Regions from separate parts of the Mus musculus genome. Here regions 1, 2, 3 and 5 are each linked to region 4. The links are chromatin contacts, called in public Hi-C and targeted proximity ligation maps. All regions are on one chromosome and are shown on one strand. The core of a region is the stretch at or near the end of the contact, and the rest is flanking DNA. Distances in the headings are between cores, read along the strand shown. Region 1 has its middle 17 kb from the start of Gm50341. Region 2 overlaps Fam189a2 (family with sequence similarity 189, member A2). Region 3 overlaps Pgm5 (phosphoglucomutase 5). Region 4 holds the start of Fxn (frataxin). Region 5 holds the start of Tmem252 (transmembrane protein 252).

Evidence for each region. Hi-C and Micro-C count contacts between places; a contact is called where the count stands out from the background.
Region 1: a contact with region 4 is called in a targeted proximity ligation map of pancreatic cancer cells. A contact is called at or near these places in 1 of 39 promoter capture datasets (pre-B cells), 1 of 484 Hi-C or Micro-C datasets (neutrophils), 10 of 130 datasets of targeted methods (acute myeloid leukemia, astrocytes, bone marrow-derived macrophages and 6 more) and 1 of 9 other capture datasets (adipose tissue).
Region 2: a contact with region 4 is called in a targeted proximity ligation map of extraembryonic endoderm stem cells, with 3 times the contacts expected there. A contact is called at or near these places in 2 of 39 promoter capture datasets (the 3T3-L1 cell line and hippocampal neurons), 4 of 484 Hi-C or Micro-C datasets (cranial neural crest, extraembryonic endoderm stem cells, myocytes and 1 more), 4 of 130 datasets of targeted methods (embryonic midbrain, extraembryonic endoderm stem cells, pancreatic cancer cells and 1 more) and 3 of 9 other capture datasets (adipose tissue, liver and pancreatic islet).
Region 3: a Hi-C map of nephron progenitors shows a contact between it and region 4, with 4 times the contacts expected there. A contact is called at or near these places in 34 of 484 Hi-C or Micro-C datasets (the 63-12 cell line, the AML12 cell line, B cells and 17 more) and 10 of 130 datasets of targeted methods (the NIH/3T3 cell line, bone marrow-derived macrophages, embryonic stem cells and 3 more).
Region 5: a targeted proximity ligation map of pancreatic cancer cells shows a contact between it and region 4. A contact is called at or near these places in 11 of 39 promoter capture datasets (the 3T3-L1 cell line, the HPC-7 cell line, cranial neural crest and 7 more), 2 of 484 Hi-C or Micro-C datasets (the HPC-7 cell line and nephron progenitors), 9 of 130 datasets of targeted methods (bone marrow-derived macrophages, embryonic stem cells, forebrain and 4 more) and 2 of 9 other capture datasets (adipose tissue and embryonic stem cells).

What each region holds. Positions count from the first base shown.
Region 1 is chr19:24,572,094-24,574,793 of GRCm38.p6, forward strand. No RefSeq gene overlaps it. Among named protein-coding and RNA genes, the nearest start is that of Gm50341, 17 kb to the left of the region's middle.
Region 2 is chr19:24,015,618-24,018,317 of GRCm38.p6, forward strand. The region is part of intron 2 of Fam189a2 (family with sequence similarity 189, member A2); the gene reads right to left. Among named protein-coding and RNA genes, the nearest start is that of Fam189a2, 14 kb to the right of the region's middle.
Region 3 is chr19:24,697,957-24,700,656 of GRCm38.p6, forward strand. All of the region lies in intron 10 of Pgm5 (phosphoglucomutase 5), which reads right to left. Among named protein-coding and RNA genes, the nearest start is that of Gm38581, 7.9 kb to the right of the region's middle.
Region 4 is chr19:24,279,311-24,282,010 of GRCm38.p6, forward strand. Fxn (frataxin) reads right to left here and starts at 1,280. Exons shown (of 5, transcript NM_008044.3): 1 at 1,097-1,280. The coding sequence starts at 1,255.
Region 5 is chr19:24,672,603-24,675,390 of GRCm38.p6, forward strand. Tmem252 (transmembrane protein 252) reads left to right here and starts at 1,406. Exons shown (of 2, transcript NM_183160.3): 1 at 1,406-1,741. The coding sequence starts at 1,467.

The DNA.
Region 1 (2,700 bases), core at 93-2,592, 290 kb after region 4:
TGCAGCTCACTCCTGAAATACTGGGTCGGAAAGGAAACCCGAAATAGCCACCAAAGGGTGTTTAGTGTTTAGGGAAAAAAAAGAAAAGAAACTTCTGCTACTTGGGCGGTCTCTGGGGTTCTGGTTCCATGTTCATTGTGAGATCTAAGAGACCTCTTAAGGCTTAGGCAAAGGGGAAACAATCATTGTGATAAAAGTTACTATGAAATATTACAGGCATACAAGGCTTAACAATAATATAATAAATAACTACCACGCTGGGCAGGCTTGATAAGAATTTTTTTTTAAAATACCTCACTTACTTTGGGAATTCTTAACTGAAAGAACCAAAATAAGAAAATACAGACACGGTGTGGCCCTATCTGCCTGCTCCTTTCCTCCCCAGTGGCAGTTAGTAAAATGCCAGAGTTCACTTTTCTACATGTTATTTTCCTTTATGAATTAAAAAAAAATGTACAAGGCAAAGGGGTTTCACCATGACATTTTAATATTGGTGCTTAATCCAATCACATTCACTCTTGTTATCCTTTCTTAACCCTCTTCTTCCTTCCCTCCCCTCACACCCCTAAAAGTCTTCTTATGTTCATGTCTTTCCCCAACAAACTACATATGAAAGAAAACCTTTATAACTTATCTTTCTGGGTCTGGCTTGCTTTACTTAACACAATGACTTCTAGTGCCGTGCATTTTTCTAAAAGCCAGCAAACAAACGAAGAAACAAACAAACTGTAATTTCACTCTTATTTCTTCATGCATACCAGGCAGGTGCATAGTAAATTGATTTAATCTGTGTCCAGATTAACTAAGGGTGTGGCCCACACAACCCAGTTTCTCCAACAAAAAGGAGGGGACCTCAGCATTTCCCTGAATCAACCTTTACTCTGTCATGCTCAACTTTGACACATGACTTTGTAGGGAAGGATCTGAAAAATTACCATAGGCTAGACTCTACCCCAGTGACTCTCAACCCTCTTAATGCTGTGACCACTTAACACAGTTCTGATGATGTGGTGACTCCCAGCCATAAAGTTATGTTACTACTTCTTCATAACTGTGATTCTGTTACTGTTATGAGTCATAATGTAAATATCTGATACGCAGGATGTCTGATATGTGACCCCAACTGTGTTTTGACCCACAGGTTGAGAAGCGCTGCTCTGTGCAAGAATACTGAAAGAATTGTAGGTAAACAGAGGCTTTACTTTCAGTAAACAGGATGGAGTGGAGAATTTAGTAGATTTGATTTCTTATTTACATCCAAGACTCAAAGGCTAGCCCTCAGCCTAATGCCTCACAAATACCATCCAGAAAGAATAAATGGCTCAAGAAAATAGGGATTGCCACATAGTCCTGGCTCATCTAGGAGAAAGGCAGATGGGGGAAGAAGCTGAGCCTGCAGGCTGGGGAAAGTGGAGAGCAAGTACCTGTGCGATTGAGTAAAACCACCCAACCTAGCAGAGGATGGCTGTCTGACAAACGGGCCCAGATTAAGCCCTCATGGAGTGATTTGGAGAGTGGATAAGAGACAAGACTAAGGAGCGAAGCTTGTTTTGATGCTCTAGAAGCAACAGATTATCAATACTAGTTAAACATATCAGGTGCTTTAATACGTCATTCTTAGTCTCCATGCCAACCTTCTAGAGAAGCATCCTTGATCCTTCATTAGACATGCAAACAGCAGTGGCTCCAAGAATACTAGTGTGGCCTCCTCTATCTCCCTTCAAATGCCAGCTGCTTTCAGTTAGATCTGCATGCCTCCCAGTTTGTGCCAGATAGCCAGAGAGTACCTGCTAAGCTACCAGCTGAGATTTGTCAGTAGGTGGGAGGAAGCCCTTTGTCTACATTCTCCTAAGACCCATTGATTCCTTCAAAGTCTTGCTTACAGGACTGTTAGCCCCACTTCAGCCCATCAGTGCTGTGTTTGAATGGAATTTCTCATGTCTGGGGAGAGTCAGCCCTCCTTACAGAAGCCTTCCTCACTCATAAGTGAGATCCAAAAGCTGTCCTTCAGGTGGATCACCTCTGCCCCTTCAACCTGGTGACCGCAGGAGCAAAGTGAATGGTACGTGCTGTTGTCTGCTGCTCAGATTTATAACAGCTTGTCCCCAATTGGGGAAGAGACAAGAAAGGATCTTGCCTCTTCTGATGGCAAGGATGTGTCATGCCTGTGTTGCAGCAGCACGTAAGTGGATAGCCACAACTTATCATCCAGGTCCTGGTCCAGGTGGATAAACTCAAGTAATATTTTAAGTTATTAAAAAGCATTTTTCTAACCAGGTGTCTTAGTCAGGGTTTCTATTCCTGCCCAACACATCATGACCAAGAAGCAAGTTGAGGAGGAAAGGGTTTATTCAGCTTACACTTCCCACATTGCTGTTCATCACCAAGGAAGTCAGGACTGGAACTCAAGCAGGTCAGGAAGCAGGAGCTGATGCAGAGGCCATGGAGGGATGTTACTTACTGGCTTGCTTCCCTTGGCTCGCTCAGCTTGCTTTCTTATAGAACCCAGGACTACCAGCCTAGGGATGGCACCACCCACAATGCCTCCCCACCTTGATCACTAATTGAGAAAATGCCTTACAGCTGGATCTCATGAAGGCACTTCCCCAACTGAAGCTCCTTTCTCTGTGATAACTCCAGCCTGTGTCAAGTTGGCACACAAAGCTAGTCAGTACACCAGGTATGTAATCTTTTGAAAGT
Region 2 (2,700 bases), core at 159-2,658, 260 kb before region 4:
TTAGACTCCAGTTCTTCAGGGCCTCAGGAAGCGTGACTCTCTAGTTAATCAATCTTGAAGGTTAGTCCTCAAACAAAGCATGTTAGTCTCCCATGATTCTCTCAACAGATGAAGGGCCCCCGGGTCTCTAAGTGCTGGGAAACAGAGCCAGATCCCTGGCCTACCTTATGTAGAGTAAATGAAGGGAGGAATGTATAGTATAGTTAAGCCATTTTGTTCTAACCATTCTAATGAAGCTGGCACAATCAAAGAATCGTTTTTAAGTAGCCACCGTAGTTACCATTTCTTGTCCTCGCTGTGAGGTATAATTTAGGACACCTACAAGTAAGAATGAACAAATGGAACCGGCCGTGCATAGTGGCACAGGCCTTTAATCCCAGCACACAGAAGGCAGAAGCAGGCAGATCTCTGTGAGTTCAAGGCCATCCAGTTTACATGGTGAGTTCCAAGGCCACCAGGGTTATATAATGAGACCTGTTCAAATAAAATAAAATAACTACATGGAATCCGAGATATACATTTGTTTGTTTGTTTGTTTGTTTATTTGTTTGTTTGTTGGGGGCATGCCACAGCATGCATCTGGAGGTCAGAGTGCAACTTGTAAGAGTCTGTTCTTTCCTTCTGCCATGAGTCCTGGGGATCGAGTCAGGCCATCAGGCTAGAACCATCACCCTGGCCCTGAGCCTTTGTTTGTTACATTGATGACAGAGCTTCCTTTACACCAGTATGCGGGTCACATGCACCCCACCTACTCCACACTGACAAGAAAGTAGCATCAGTTCCAACTACCACTTCATGAGCAACCAAAACTCTACTGGGCAGCTGGATGTTCATGGCGGTGATTCTTACTAACGCACTACCGAGGAAAAGCATGTAATTAAGACAATTCTGTTTACTAACTGAGGTACCCATACATGACAATTTTCGAGGCCATCTCTGGAACAGAGTCTGATTTTTTTTTAAACAATTTCAAAACTTTTTGTTAAAATCCAAAAGGAATAAGAAGCAGAAAAATAAGAATATACTTTAAACATGGAAAATGTTAGCCTTTTGTGCAAAATACTTACTCTAGACTGCTACATACAGGCATATGCTTTACCCTAAGGACAACCACAAGTATTTAAAACCTATTCTCCAGCACTATCATTGTCCTGGGCATGGGAGTGCTCTGCTGATAGTAGCCAATGAATGAAGGTCTGGGTTTCCATGGAAACGTGAGTTTGAAGGAACTGGGACAAACTGACCCTCTTTTGTTCAAGCTGATCAACAACCTGAAGTAATCGCAGTCACAATCAGAAGAGGGCACACAAAAGGACTGCTCCTTACAAAGGAACACTCACATGTTCCAGGCTGGTGTGGACATAACTGGAAACGAGGACAGCTGGTCTCCCAAGGGGCTGGATGGGGGCCAATGGCCAGTCTTGCCCCAGCCTCCTCCACACAGCCACAGAAGCATAAGAGTGAACTGGCCCTAGAGCTGGAAGGGGAAGTGAAGAGCCTCCTGGGGAGACACACAGAACCCTAAGCAGCCAGTCCACAGGCTAAGCAGGCTGCCTCAATGCTCTTGGCTAGGTCACTACACTCTGGAAAGCAGGAAGCAGTCATTGGGGTAGCCAGGGAAAGTGCCTCCTCAGGGTGTGGCTGTGGCTGCTGAGCTGAGAGCCAAAGAAACCCACAGCCAAGCACTGGGCTAGGGGAAGAAAGACCTAGGCAAGCAATGCCCAGTATGTGAAGGGGGAGGTGAAGCCAGGAGGTGCCAAAGCTGGACAGCTAAACCCAGATCTGCAAAACAATGCCCCAGGTGCACTGAAGCATCCCTAAAATCCCAGTTCTGGGGCTCAGAGACAGGAGGGTGCAGAGAACAAGGCCAGCCTCAGTTACACATGGAGTTCAAAGTTGAGACTGTCTTGGAAAAAAAAAAAAAAAAAAGGCCCCACTGGTTTCTCTAATGCAACAAGGCCTCTTCCCTACATTGACCTCTGGCACATTCCAACACTCAGGAAGCAAGGGAGGGGAACCTGGGCAACACAGAAAGGAAGGAAAGGAGGGAGGGAGGGGTGCAATACACACCCAAGTGGGGGGAGGGGGAGGGGAGAGTTGAGCCTGTATTACGAAGTTATCTTCTCAAGGCAGGAAAACTAAGCTCCAAAAGGCAGACTTGTGTGGTTCAGAGGAAGAGCCAGGCACAGCTGAAAGGCACTGCCAGTTTCTTTCTACACACATTGTGTTCATTTCTTAAACTAATGTATTTGGTGCAGGGTGTGTGTGTGTGTGTGTGTGAGAGAGAGAGAGAGAGAGGGAGAGGGAGAGAGAGAGAGAGAGAGAGAGAGAGGAGACAGAGACAGAGAGAGATGTGTGTGTGTGTGCACATGTGTGCCTCCAGAGGACAAAGAGGACATCAGATCCTCTGAAGCTGGTGTTCCTGGCAGCTGTGAGCCACCTGGGAATTGAATCCTCTGCAAGAAACACTAAGCCATCTCTCATCTCTCAGCCGCTGCTTCGTTTGTTTGTGTTGGTTTTGTTGCGTAAGAAGAGGTCTTCTAAGTAGTACAGACTGGCCTTGAACTCTCCATGGTCAGCCTCAGCCTCCTAAATGCTGGTTTTACAGGCATGCATCACTACACCTGGCTATAATGCTGTCTTACTAAGATGCATATAAACCCATGTAGCATAGTGACTGAGACTTAACTTATGAGCTGA
Region 3 (2,700 bases), core at 130-2,629, 420 kb after region 4:
GCAAGGACCTTCATTGCCTCCATGTTAGAAGCACCACCTTGTCCCTTCAAGCCAGCCCTTCCTGAGGTCAACCTGGACTGGTGACACTGCTTATCTTGGGGAGAGTTAACAGGCTCTCTGTACAGTTGTTCTCCCAGAGCCTGTTTTGCACAGCTGATGTCCCTGTCTGTATCGCCTAGAGGATGCTGCTTTCTAACAGGGCTAGTCAGCTGGAAGAGATCTGGAGACAAAAGGGGTCAGAATTAGGCTTCACTTCCTGCTAGTCTGGAATTGTAGCACTAGAGGATAAGACCTAGGAAGATGGGTTGGTTTTAAGTAATTCTGTGCCAGACTGGAAGGTACTCTGGGTACACCAGGGCAGTTTTCAGAGGTGGCAGAGCATCTCCATGTTTTTTGTACCTGCAGTCCAACACCATAGCACCAGAGGATGGGAAGGGAACCCACAGCCAAGGAGTCTTCCCTGCAGTGCAAAGCCATCAGTGGGGTTCCTGGAGGGCCACTATGCACTTTATGTGTCCTCAGTCACAGGAGCATGGTTCTTCTCACGTTCTGTGCCTTTAAGACTCAGCTGTCATACAAACCCTTAGTGTTTTAAATAATTGCTCTTCTCCTTGTAATGCGAGTTGTGCTAGACTGTCTACCAACAAATTTAGCAAGACTTCCGTGTCTTGGAAAAACATCAAATTAGAAGTTTCTTCACCTCATCCAGGGCTTATTTTGAGTCTCGCAGCTTAGCTAAGATAGCATGCAAAGAAAACAAGCTCACTTGTGGATTGACACTGAGGTAAGGTTTCTATGGAGATGCAAAGTGAAACTGGTCTTCCTGTTTTCCTTTCTGTGAATTGACCTGGAAAGCAGAAATAAATCTTCCGAGGGCCTCGGAGACAACTTTTTTTCTTGGGTTGTTTTCTGTGCTCTTGGTAATTTTCCAGCTGTAGGAAGAAACAGCGGAGGCTAAGGAGCCCTCGGAAGTACATGATAGTTGGGTTGGCATTTGAGGATTTATCTGGAAGGAAGGCCAAGCCTGCTAAGCAGAGGGAGAAATAAGGATCTCAAAGGCCAGCCACTAAAGGCTTCTCTGACTTTTAAGTACATGTGAGTCACCTGCAAGCTTATGACAGTGCAGATCTGTTCAGTGGATCTGAGAGGAGGCATGAGTCTGCAATTCTAAGCAGCGCCTGTTGCCTCCAACCAAGAATCCTTTGGGTTGGGAAATTTCCAAGTAGTTTGATAAACAATAATTATACTTGTTTTATAATTCCTTATCATTTTTTCCTAGCTAAAAGTGAATTTTCAATAACTGCAAATCCCTGAGCCCTGTCAATATGACTTAGACAATGTTAACACAAGCGGAAGTGAACAGCTTGAGTCGCTGAAACAAACACCCACAGACTGAAGAACAGCAGGACACGTCCAGCTGCAGGATCTCAGGACTGCATCATCAAAGTGTCTCAGCATTTTGGGAACACCACACTGGCCATCCTGACCCTAGGTTATGCTTAAGAGCAAAGGATAGACATTGAGGACAGACTCATTGCTTGTGGTGGATCCTGAATTTGGAAGTGAGTATGGGAGTTACCATTTAAGGCATCTGTCCCTCACAATCCTGCAAGGGAAGTTTGTTCACACCAGTGTAGCTTGGGCAGCTGGAGAAGTGCCCGTCCGTGTTCTAACAGTTTGACACAGACGGCAACTAGACTTTTCTTTCTCCATTTCATTTAATCCTTTTTTTCTGGCGTAGGTAAAATATTTTTCCTCTAAAAATCATGTCAAAGCTACTGCTTAAAAAGAAGGAAGAAAGGAAGAAAGGGAGAAGGGGGACAAGGAGGAGGAGGAGGCATAGGAAAAAGAGGAGGAGGAGGAAACTTTCCAATAGGAAACAAAATACCTGAAAATTTAGACTTCAAAAAACATTTTAAAGCATTTCCCTGTTTGGTTATAATCAAAAGCTAAGATGTTTAATCTCATTAGGCCAATTTTGCAGATTTTGAAAAATCTTGAAATTTATCCAGATTCACAAACACACATAAGTACTAGTGTAATTTTGCTTTTTAAAAATATTTCACTTATTTTTATTTTATGTGTATTAGTATTTGTCTAAGCATATGTCTATATACCACATACATGCAGTACCTACAGAGACCAGAAGAGGGTTCTTGGATCCCCTGGGACTAGAGTCACAGACAGCTGTGAATTGTCATATAGATGCTTAGAATTGAATCCAGGTCACCTGGAAGAGCAGCCAGTGCCCTTACCCACAGATCCCTCTTCCCAGCCCTGTAATTTTACCTTTTATAAGATAAAATCTTCAGACAAAGACATTTGGATCTATGCATCACTAATGTCACAGGAACCTGTGCAGCTGTCACGTTCAGAAGGCTCACATGATGCAGTCCCTGATCTGAACCTGGCCTCTACTCAGGCTGGGTATAGCCTATGAACTAAACATGATTTTATGCTATTAACTGATTTTTAAAAAATTATCCAAAGACATCCTGACATGATAAAATTTGAAATCCAAGTTTTGGTCTCCACAAACGTGATTCTCTTGGGATCCCAGCCTCTCTGTGTTGCTCATATAGACCTGGTCTGGAAATCAGCAATTCAGTTTTCAGGTCAGCAGTAGCAGCTTGATCCACTCACAAACACTTCACAGATACACCAGCAGTCCGTTTAGGGAGAGTCAGAATAGCAAACACG
Region 4 (2,700 bases), core at 30-2,529:
GAAGAACAGGGCAGTAAACATCCAAGAAAGTGTTTGAGGAAGCATGGGTTACAGGTTCGGCCCTTCAAACCCTAGCCGTCTCTCTCTCTGACCAGTCCACTTTTGTTTGTTTTGTTTTTAAACTTTCTTTTTCAGTGTTATAGAAAGAACCCAAGAACTCTTGAACGCTAAGTGACCATGTCACTGCTGAGCTACAAAGCTAGCCCTATTTTTATTATTGTTTTTTATTTTAATGACAGGACCTCAAGAATCCTAAGCTGGGTTTAAACCTGTAGACATTATTATCCCACAGCCTACTCCACCTTTGTCCATAGCTCTCCCCTTCCTAGAATGCTCCCCAGACCCGTTCTTTGGCATCTATCACGGCCCTCTCCGGAAAGCCTTCCTTCACCCTACTGCTGTCTTTTCAAGCCACGGAGTAACAGATTCTGTTCTTTGCATCTACTAAGAACCGAGACTTATCTGAAGTGCTAAGGCCTTTGCGAATACAGTTTAATTCTCCCGCCAAAATCGCAAAATGGGTGTTACCCTTTAATCTCCTCGGAACAGAAAGCCAAGCCCTGCCCCCAGACAGTTAGGGTCTCCCCAAGGTCACAGGGCTCTCCAGCGCCGCGCAGTCAGAACGTGGAACCAAGATCCCCTCATTTTCCAAAAGCTGGACTCTAGGGCTCTGCTGCTACACCTGTGATCCCAGCAGAGAGGAGGCAGGAGGATCACAGGATTGAAGCCACTTTGGGGTACTCAGCCAATCCTAGGCTAGCCAGGGATACAGAGTGAGGCAAACAAGCAACAAAAAGCCCTGCTCAGAGCAACTCCACAACCCCATTAGTCTCACGCCCTGAAAAAGGCAACTTCGGAGTGCACACAATAATAAACACGCCCTGCTGCACACGCTATACATCCTGTGTTAATTACGGAAACTCGTCTTTTCCCATCCCCACCGCCAAGGTCCGAAGCCCGCGCAAACACCGCGCGCGCCCTGCACCCAAACGCGCGCGCAACCAGAGCGACTCGGCGCGTGCGCGCTGCGCGTCCCCGGCATAGGGGCGGGCGCGGCCTGCGCTCCGGTGTGCGGCCCGGCGAAGCGCGTACTCACGGCGTGGCGGGTGGCGCCGGCGTTGACTGTGACATGTAGGCCTCGGCGGCCGCAGGTTACGATCGGTTCCCTCCAGCGCGGGTTCCCGACCCAGGCGGAGGCCCGGGACGCCGTCCGGGGCAGCAAGCCCACGGCTGCGCGACCTCCGAACGCCCACATGCTACTCCAGCTCCGCGGCCGCTCCGCCCCGCGCGAGGACTCGGTGGTGCCACCTGGTGGCCGTGCCCCCCCCCCGCCCCCCCCCGCCCCCCCCCCCCCCCGAGCGCCGCGGCTGGGCTCCTGCGCGCAGGTCCAGCACTACAGCCCTGTGCAGACCTTTAACCAGAACCCAGAACCTGCTCTGCGCCAAACTCGCAACGTATCCCTTGGGCAGCACTAGTGTGTAAACACTGACCCCTGCAAGTTTATTCGCTGACAACAATTTTACAGAGTGGTAGTGGGTGATTCTGAAGATACGCTGGTGATCAAAATAGCTTTGCTTAAAAAACAAAACAAAACTAGTTCTAACAGCTAGCTTCAACTGCCCGATCATCTCAAATTCCGCATCTCTTAGGCAATAGAAGTACCAGGCAGCATGAATGGAGGAGGGGCTTCCGTAGCCCCAGGCTCAGCCGAGGAACTATTGGTTGCTGATGGCTATAGGATGAGGGAGGGTGAGTTTTCTTCTGGGATATGGCCTCTGATTGGCTGTCCTAGCTCCATGGGGATGGTCCTACACTGTATACACTGTTAGGGCTAAGTGGAGTCGGTTTAAAAAAAAAAAAATTCAGAGCGGTGGTAGTGTACACCTTTAATCCCAGCACCCGAGAGGCAGAGTCAGGTATATGGAGTTCGAGGCCAGCTTGAGCTACATAGTGAGTTTCAGAACAGCCGGAGCTACATAGTGAGACCTAGTCAAAATAAATAAGTAAATAAACAAATAAACACATAAATAAATAAAAATTTAAAAAGGAACATAAAATTGGGAGGAGGGGTGGGGTGGTTCGGTAGGAGTTGGGAGTGGCAGGTGAGTTTGATCGAAAACACATTGTATACATGTATGGGATTCTGAAACAACAGTAGGAATAAGGAAGTGCCCGGCTGAAGTACCCGAATGCTTCTTGGATGAGGAGTAGTCAGGACTGGTGATTGGTTCTCCTCATAGCTGTTTTTTTTTTTTTCCCCCCCAGCAGCCCCAACAGGTTCCTCACACTCCTGGTAGTTCTCCTGGCTTTTATGTCAGTGTGAGAAGGAGTCTGTGCATTGTCTCGGGTTGCCATTATGACACTGGAGAACTCTGAGCTTCAAGAGTTAAGAGACAGTGTCAGAGGAGTCTTTTGCCTCCAGGGTCTCAAGAAGGATTGAATGACAGCAGCGGTCAGCAGCAAAGCGTTTAAGAACATCCTCCATGTACCACCTGACTTGGGATACTATTGCTTCTGATTTCCCACAAAAAGCCACAAAGGAAAGGGGAAGTTTGTAGTGACTGCTAATGCAACCCTCCCCCTCTCTCTTTCTCTCTCTCCTTCCTTCCTCTCCTTCTCCCTCTCTGACCTGTAGCTAATTTTCAGATATGGAATTGGAAGCCCTGACATATTAAGTGACTCCCCCCTGATTGAAGGGGA
Region 5 (2,788 bases), core at 156-2,655, 390 kb after region 4:
GCCCTAACTCAGAGGTGGAGCTAAGGAAACGTCGGGAACAAGGCTAAAGAATATAAGTATAAATACTGTGACTCTGCACAAATAAACATTTTCCTGTTGGAAAAGCAAACGACCAGGGATGACAATGGAGGAATGTGGGAAGCCTCTAGGAAGTGACTCAGGAGCCCCAGTGGGGAGAGAAGTCTCTTGGTGTGGTGTGGACGTGCCAAGGCACCAAATAAAAGAAAGGTAGGAAGTACAGCCTGAGGCAGGTCTGCAGTGAGGAGTTTATAACCACAGACTGAGTGCAGAAGGTAGCTCCTAGACCGTTCCTAGGGCAATGTGACACAGAGCAGAGACGCAGGGAAAGAGGGCAAGGGACATGGTTTGGCAGCATCTGCTAAGATACATTTTACCTAAGACATATTTTAGGGGGAAGGTTTCAGATTTTCTTACAGCCTTTCATCTGTCACTGTGCCCTGTGAGACCGTGTGGGGGCCAAAGAGTAGGGTGTAATAGGAGAAATTTATGATGTGTACTCTCTTGGTATACATGATAGCTATATCATGCTAGAGCGTTATGAGGACAATGCCCTTAGGTCAAATGCCTATGGATTTTTTTTTTTTTTTTTTTTTTTTTTGAGAGCAGGGAGAGACTTGGGTGAAACATATATAATGAACCAGGAATGGTAGCCTGCACTAAAGTCACACAGAATAAATACTTAACTAGCACCCGTCAGTCAGAGGGGACGATGGGTTGCAATATCTGCACCCCAACAACGGGAAAATTTGGCAGCAGAATTCAAACAGCAGTTATTACACCAGGTGCCACCACCCCCGGCCCCGGTCCTTCTCCAGTGTGCTCCCTCTCCTTCTGGAATTCTCTTCTATCAACAGAAAGATCACTTCCTGGCCTGCTCCCATGGAATTTTCCCAGAATCAGAGTATTGGGACAATGAAGGGTAGAGTCACTGACGTAGGCAAAGACAGAGCGCTAAGAGCCTTGGCGAAATGTACTTTTAGTACGGAAAGAGAAAATGAAATCAGGAAAGGAGTCTTTGCCAAACAATGAAGGCAAGAGTTTGTAGACAGATGCTAACGTCTTTAACTTTCAGTACAGAGTTCCCTACAGCGAGGGCTGAGAGACCAGTGCCTTCATACTCAAAAAGATTCCGACCTCTCTTCCAATACCTGGGAGCAGCTGAGGTCCCACCCACCAACCAGGAACATACTGGCTACCCACAACCTCCCCTTCCCCCCCCCCCCCCCCCCCCCCGAGGACACAATGTTATGTTTCTAGGTTCCCCCTGGAGGATGTTACAGTAACTTCCAGTGGTTAATGAATAGCTTCCCGGTGCCTGCTTCATTTAATTGTTCAAAGGCCATTTGTTCCTGTATATAAGGCTGTGACCTGGCTAGTGAGTGCTCTTCCCCCAGCAGGCCTGGAAGCAGAGGAGTGGCAGGATCAGAGGGGCTCCAAGAAGAAGGATGCAGAACAGGACTGGGCTGATCCTGTGCGCCCTCTCCCTCCTCACCGGCTTCCTGATGATTTGCCTGGGTGGCTTTTTCATCTCCAACTCCATCTTCCACTCCCAGAGGAATCTGGTTGTGGCCTACGTGCTTCTGCCCATGGGGTTTGTGATCCTTCTGAGTGGAATTTTCTGGGGCACCTACCGCCAAGCAAATGAAAACAAAGAGATGTTCAACCACGTGCTCAGACAGCACCTCGCTTTCCAGGACCTGCCCCTGGCCACTGTAGACAGGTACGTGCTGAGCTGAGCGCCAGAGGGCATGAGAAGGGTTGAGAGGAGTCATGGTGTGGGAAGGGGAGTGAAGCACAGGCCCATAGTGGATCCACTTACAGGAGGCTATGAAGCTAGGCTCAAAATTCCACCATTGGGCAATTTGCTCTGGGGCTGTTGTGCGTGGTGGGGAGCGGGGCTGCCTTTGGGGAAAACAACGACGTAAGAGGAAATTGTCTTAGGGTAAGATCCTCATGCCCACAGTAAAAAGTCACATAAACAAATTAAGGGGCACAATCCCTAGATTCTTCCTATGTTTGGGGGTGGGGGTGGTAATTTTAGTTAAAGGCAGGTGATGATTAGATGGTCCTGATAGCCTGGTTACTGGGTTATAAAGAAAGTCCCAGACCAAGTTCTACCCACAATACATGAGCAAGCAGACCAGACGTCAAGTCAGTCCAGCAACTTCTGTGACTAAGGGACGTTCTAGATGACTGACCTTTTAAGTGTTCTGATCTCACCTCTTATGAAGGACATATTCAAGGCAAGATGATAACATGCCCATCGATGATACAAAACCAAACGGCAGCACGGATACACACAGACGGCATTATTACTTGGCCTTAAGACAGACCACATTAATTGATATGTGCCGTAGATATTTAGACACTGAAAACATTATGGCAAGTGACACCTGCCAGACAGAAAGGACGGCCACTGTACTATTTCTGCTTACACCATGAGCTACCAGAGCCACTTACACCACAGCCATTTATACCAATCCTTAGCAGCTATCACAGCTGCTTACACTAAGTAGCTACTGCAGACAGGAAGCAAAACAGTAGTCCCAGGCCTGGGGGTTGTGTGTGGTGGGGGGGGGGGGCGGGGAGAAATGAAGAATTATTATTTAATGATTATAGGGCTGTAGTTTGGGATACAAACTACAATCTAGGGATTGTAGGGATAGTTTTGCAGCAATATAAGACCACTAATACCACTAATGCCCTCACAAGTAATACATGTTATTTATATTTTAACCAAAAGGGCAGGGGGGGCGGGAAAGATTCA